Regions from separate parts of the Pan troglodytes genome. Here region 1 is linked to region 2. Evidence: chromatin contacts called from public HiChIP or PLAC-seq data. All regions are on one chromosome and are shown on one strand. Each heading gives the region's core, a stretch centred on a gene start, on an enhancer-like site or on the middle of the called end of the contact. The rest is flanking DNA. Distances are from core to core; before and after follow the strand shown. Region 1 holds the start of PRELID3A (PRELI domain containing 3A). Region 2 holds the start of SEH1L (SEH1 like nucleoporin).

The links. HiChIP or PLAC-seq counts read pairs in DNA pulled down with a chosen protein or histone mark.
Region 1: an H3K4me3 HiChIP or PLAC-seq map of stem cell-derived excitatory neurons shows a contact between it and region 2, with 2.5 times the contacts expected there. The contact joins the promoter of PRELID3A here to the promoter of SEH1L in region 2. A contact is called at or near these places in 1 of 7 Hi-C or Micro-C datasets (stem cell-derived neural progenitor cells) and 1 of 1 datasets of contacts at active chromatin or transcription factors (stem cell-derived excitatory neurons).

Annotation. Positions count from the first base shown.
Region 1 is chr17:18,494,830-18,497,529 of NHGRI_mPanTro3-v2.0_pri, reverse strand. PRELID3A (PRELI domain containing 3A) reads left to right here and starts at 1,296. Exons shown (of 7, transcript XM_063795926.1): 1 at 1,296-1,407. The coding sequence starts at 1,376.
Region 2 is chr17:17,958,474-17,961,173 of NHGRI_mPanTro3-v2.0_pri, reverse strand. It overlaps SEH1L (SEH1 like nucleoporin), which reads left to right and starts at 1,427. Exons shown (of 10, transcript XM_016933255.4): 1 at 1,427-2,700.

The sequences.
Region 1 (2,700 bases), core at 47-2,546, 540 kb before region 2:
CAGACAAGGGCCCTGCCCTCTCGCCCTATCTCATCCTGGAGAAGAGTACCCTCTTCTTAGAACAAGCATCTCACTTCCGTGCACTTCAACTTCGTTTGTGGCAGTGCAGGGTACTTTGCAAAGCTAAAAAGTAGTTTATGCGAAAGGGAGACTCTTTTTCCTTAGAGGATTTGCCAAGTTGTAATTACAAATTCTTTTTGAGATACACGTACATTTTTTTAAAGCTAAATAAGATTTCCCCCCAGTTTTATAACTCAAGAATGTATTTTCTCAAGGACTTGGGAGTCATCTCTTTGAAATGTCATCCCCGTCTCCCAGTTTTGTGGGAGGGTAGGAGCCCAGCTACCAGAGAGCACCTGGCTTCAAATTGTAAACCTACCTCCTGTCATAAAGGTATGAAAATTCATTTTTCCTTTGGATAAAGGCAATTAGCAAACGCAAACGGCCACTGCATTTACCAATGGCCACTCCATCATCAGGCGAATTTAGGATGAACTCTGCGACAAATGGTGTAGTGGAGTCCCCTCCCCGAAGGGCTGTCTCGTTTACCTCGGGAGCATGCGTGGGGTAGGTTGCATCCTCCCGGCTGTTTGATACAGGCTGAGATTTCTGTCTTTGCAGCCTATTTGGCGGATTGCTTGTGATGCACATCACATGCTGGTTTTGTTTTATTTTGTTTTGTTTTTTTTGAGACGGAGTCTCGCTCTGTTGCCCAGGCTGGAGTGCAGTGGCGCGATCTCGGCTCACTGCAAGCTCCGCCTCCGGGGTTCACGCCATTCTCCTGCCTCAGCCTCCCGAGCAGCTGGTACTACAGGCGCCCGCCACCAGGCCCGGCTAATTTTTTGTATTTTTAGTAGAGACGGGGTTTCACCGTGTTAGCCAGGATGGTCTTGATCTCCTGACCTCGTGATCCGCCCGCCTCGGCCTCCCAAAGTGCTGGGATTACAGGCGGGAGCCGCGCCCGGCCTCACATGCTGGTTTAATGTTTGTTCAAGACCCAAACTGCAGTGGAGTTTTGAGGGTTGGCAGGTTTGTTTTTCATCACACGTCCCCGACAGTATAAACCGGCGTAGCTGGACAGGGCCTTGGGAGAATTTGGACAGTGGGAGTAAGGACGAGCGTCGCCTCCTACGCCCGCGGCATCTGCAGCAAGCGCGCATCGCGCACCCCAGGGTAGCAGCGCAGGTCTGGGGCTGCGCCACAGCCGCGCCCGCAGAGCTATTTTTAGCCGCTGCAGCCAGCCTAGCCACCAGACGGGGTGGGCGGCATCCAAGGGCGCCCCGCCCATCGAGGCCCCGCCCACGCCGCGCCCGGAGCCGCGCGGCCCCGAAGCACCCGGCCCGGATCGCAGAGCCCGTGCCCTGCGCCGGCGGCAATGAAGATCTGGAGCTCGGAGCACGTGTTTGGGTGAGGCCGGGCTGAGGGCCGCGGTGGGGCCGTCCAGACGCCGGCTCCTGCTCCCGAGCCCGGCTGGAGCGGTCCAGGAAAGGCCGGACCTCACAGCGGGCCTCGCGGAGATCCCCGCCCCGCGCCGGCCGTTCCCAGACCGCAACTTCGGCGTCCCGGAGAGGGCACGCGCGCTTCCCCGGGACCGCGGTCTGGGCGAGGCTCTGCGCCGGGTACGGCCTCTCCCCCGGCGTGCGCAGGGGCCTGGCTGCAGGCACAGAGGCCCCGCTGGTGGTCGACAGCCAGGGCGGGGGCAGCCGGAGTGGGGGCGGCCGGGGCGGGGGCGGCCGGAGCCGGGGGGGCGGCCGGGGGCCTGGCGCTCGCTGCTCTCCTTGGGGTCGGGAGCCGGGCAGGGGAGAGGCCTGCAAGCTGGCGCCTTTGCTGAGATTGTCATAAACCTTCCGCGCGTTTCACGGAGGGCCCACGGCAGGCTGTGAGCTCTGGAGGAAGCTAAAGGGGCAGAAGGCATTTCGGGGGCCCTGGCCCTGAACTCACTTGTAGGCATGGAAGGCCCCCAAGCTAGCGTGGAAAACCTCGAACTGTTTAAAAATGCTCCCCCGGCACACGGATGGAAGTGGAGGTCATTATCTTAAGTGAAGCCAGGCCCAGAAAGACAAGTATCGCATGTTCCCACTCCTAAGTGGGTGCTTAAAATGTGTTCACATGGATGTAGAGAGTGGAACGTCAGATGATGGAGACTCTGAAGGGTGAGGGGGTGGGTGCAGGGAGGATAATGAGAATTGGTTAATGGATGCAAGACACCTTCCCGGGTAATGCATACCCTAGAAGTCCTGACTTGACCACTACGAAATTTATGCATGTAACGAAATTGCACATATACTCCATAAAATTGTGCAAATAAAAAGAAGAAAAAAGTGCCCTCCTAACCTAAGTGGTATCTTTTCCTTAAGTCAGTGATCTATGACACACTGAAATTATTCTTTAATGTTTATTTACAGCAACAAAGATTTTTTAATTATCTGACCTCACTTAAGCATTAAATGTTTTATTTTTGGGGGAAAAAAAGTACTGCGTGGAAGGAAATTGTCATCCTTTGACTCTTTTTATTTATTTTTTTCGAGACAGAGTCTCATTCTGTCACCCAGGCTGGGTTTTTTTTGTTTTTTGTTTTTTGTTTTTTTTTTTGAGACATAGGCTCGCTGGGTCACCCAGGTTGGAGTGCAATGGCGCAATCTTGGCTCACTGTAACCTCCCCCTCCTGGGTTCAAGTGATTCTCGTGCCTCAGCCTCCTG
Region 2 (2,700 bases), core at 178-2,677:
ACCACGCCCAGCTAATTTTTGTATTTTTAGTAGAAACGGGGTTTCACCATGTTGGCCAGGCTAGTCTTGAACTCCTGACCTCAAGTGATCTGCCCGCCTCAGCCTCCCAAAATGTTGGGATTACAGGTGTGAGCTGCCACGCCCAGTCTTCATTGTAGGTCGTATTCTTTCCAGAATATGAACTGGAAACCTCCAAACTTGTTTTTCCAGACTCTTATTAGCTCTCTATTTCTAGTTAGGTTCTGAATTGAGAGACAGTAGGGGATTCAGATGCAGGAGGAAGAAGACCTTTTCTCCAATTTGTGGAGGCAGCTCACATAGCTGAGTAGTGGTGGCAATGGGTGAGCCTGGCTTCCTGCTCAGGGGTGATGTGAACAGCAGCAGTAGCAGCAGCACTCAGCCCTAGCTCCAGCAGTACTAGCAGAGGCTCCAGGAACCTCAGCTGTTCAGAGCTTGTGGGCTCCCATGGCTGTTACTCTGTTGGACGCCTGCAGTGTAAGCTGGAGTATTGGCTCCTGGCTTTCTGCCTGCTGGTGGTAAAGGTGCCAATGTCAGCAGCCTCAGAGTCAATGATGGTAGCACTGGGTAAAACTATTTTCCCTTTCACGCTCCCAGCCCAGAGTTTCCCGTAGTTACTAGTCTCTGGGTAATCTCACATGTTCCCTTTTTGCTCTTAATTAACCCCTTGGATATATATGTAACCAGTTTCCTGTGTTAAATTCTCTCTCTCTTTTTTTTTTTTTTTTTTGAGATAGTGTCTCCCTGCGTTGCCCAGGATGGAGTCCTGTGGCACAATCTCGGCTCCACCACCACTCCTGGGGCATTTTTTTGTATTTTTATTTTGTATTTTTAGTAGAGAAGGGGGTCTCGCCACGTTGCCCAGGCTGGTCTTGAACTACTGAGCTCAGATAATCTGCCCGCCTCGGCCTCCCAAAGTGCTGGATTACAGGGTAATTTAGCCACCAGGCCTGGTTGACACGACCACTTTGGAAGACAGTTTGTAAGTTTCTTATAAAACCAGGCCAGGCACAGTGGCTCATGCCTGTAATCCAAGCACTTTGGGAGGCCAAGGCAAGAGGATCGCTTGAGCCCAAGAGTTTGAGACCAGCCTGCTCAGCATGGTGAAACCCCATCTCTGCAAAAAATAGAAAAATCAGCTGGGTGTGGTGGCACTGTGCCTGTAGTCCCAGCTGCTCGGGAGGCTGACATGGGAGGATCATCTGAACCCAGGGAATTTAAAGCTGCAGTGAGCCACGATTGTCTGCCATGACAGAGTGAGACCCTGTCTCAAAAAACAAAACAAAACCCCAAAAAACAAAACTAAACTTACTCTTACAATATGATCCAGCAATCATGCTTCTTGGTATCTACCCAAAGGAGTTGCGAACATGTCCACACAAAAACCTGTACACAGATGTTTGTAGGAGCTTTATTGATAATTGCCCAAACACAGAAACAACCAGAATGCCCTTTAGTTGGTGAATGAATAAACACTGTCACAGCCTGACAATGGAATATTATTCAGCACTAAAAAGAAATGAACTCTCAAGACAAGACATGGAGAAAGCTTAAATGCATATTACTATAAGGAAAGAAGCCAATCTGAAAAGGCTAGCCACTCCACGATTCCCATTATATGCCATTCTGGAAAAGTCAAAACCATGCAGTCAGTGGAAAGATCAGCGGTTGCCAGGTGTTGTCGGAAGAAAGGGATGAACAGGAGCACTAAGGATTTTCAGGGCAGTCAAACTATTCCGCGTGATACTATAATGGTGGATCCATGTCATTATATATTTGCCAAAACCCATAGAATAAAGCACCAAGAGTGAACCCTAATGCAAACTCTGAATTTTGGGTGATAATGATGTGTCAATGTAGGTTCACTGATCATAACAAAGGTACCACTTTGGTATGGGATGTTGACAGTGGAGGATGCTGTGCATGTGTGACAGTAGGGGTACATACGGGAACTCTATTTTCTGCTCAATTTTGCTGTGAACCTGAAAGTGTTCTAAAAACTAAAGTCTATTTTAAAAAATCCACTGTTTCACCTAATTCAACACTTCACTCCCACTCTGATAATCTCTGGCAACCAATGATCTGTTTACTGTCTGTATTTAAATGTAATTAAAACAATTTTTAAACTGTTTTGATATTTTTATAATAATCAATATATTTTGATTGGACTTTTATAGTGAGCACTTTCTTTGGAAATGAGTGTCTTTGACCTTCAAAAAAGTTATAGTTGTTATCAGTTATCATAAGAGGTGGGGCCCACCTCTTAAAGTAGCAATAAAATCTTATTTATGGTTGAAAAAGGTCAGGTCATTGCGCCACTTCTCTTTGCAGGTTTCTGTGCAATCTATCAGGGGACAGCTGGGACTAATCATTTAAAAAACTTTCCAGCCTGCTAATTTTACCATACCTCACATTTTTGTCATTCCTGGCCAAAATCCAAAGGGCAAGTCCCTTCTGCAGCCTCATTTTTTTTTTCTGTACTTTCGCTCCCCTGACGCAAGCTTCCACTGTCTCCCATCCTAACTTTACCACTACGCCCTCTAGAATGCCTTTTCCTGATAAGCAAAACCCCCCGAGTCGTTGGCGTCTCGGAAGAGGCTCCTCCACTTTCCGGTTTTGGCAGAATCCTTGATCTGAGCCAGGCCTCTTCCCAGGGGCTCTGGCCCTCTTCACTTCCTTTTC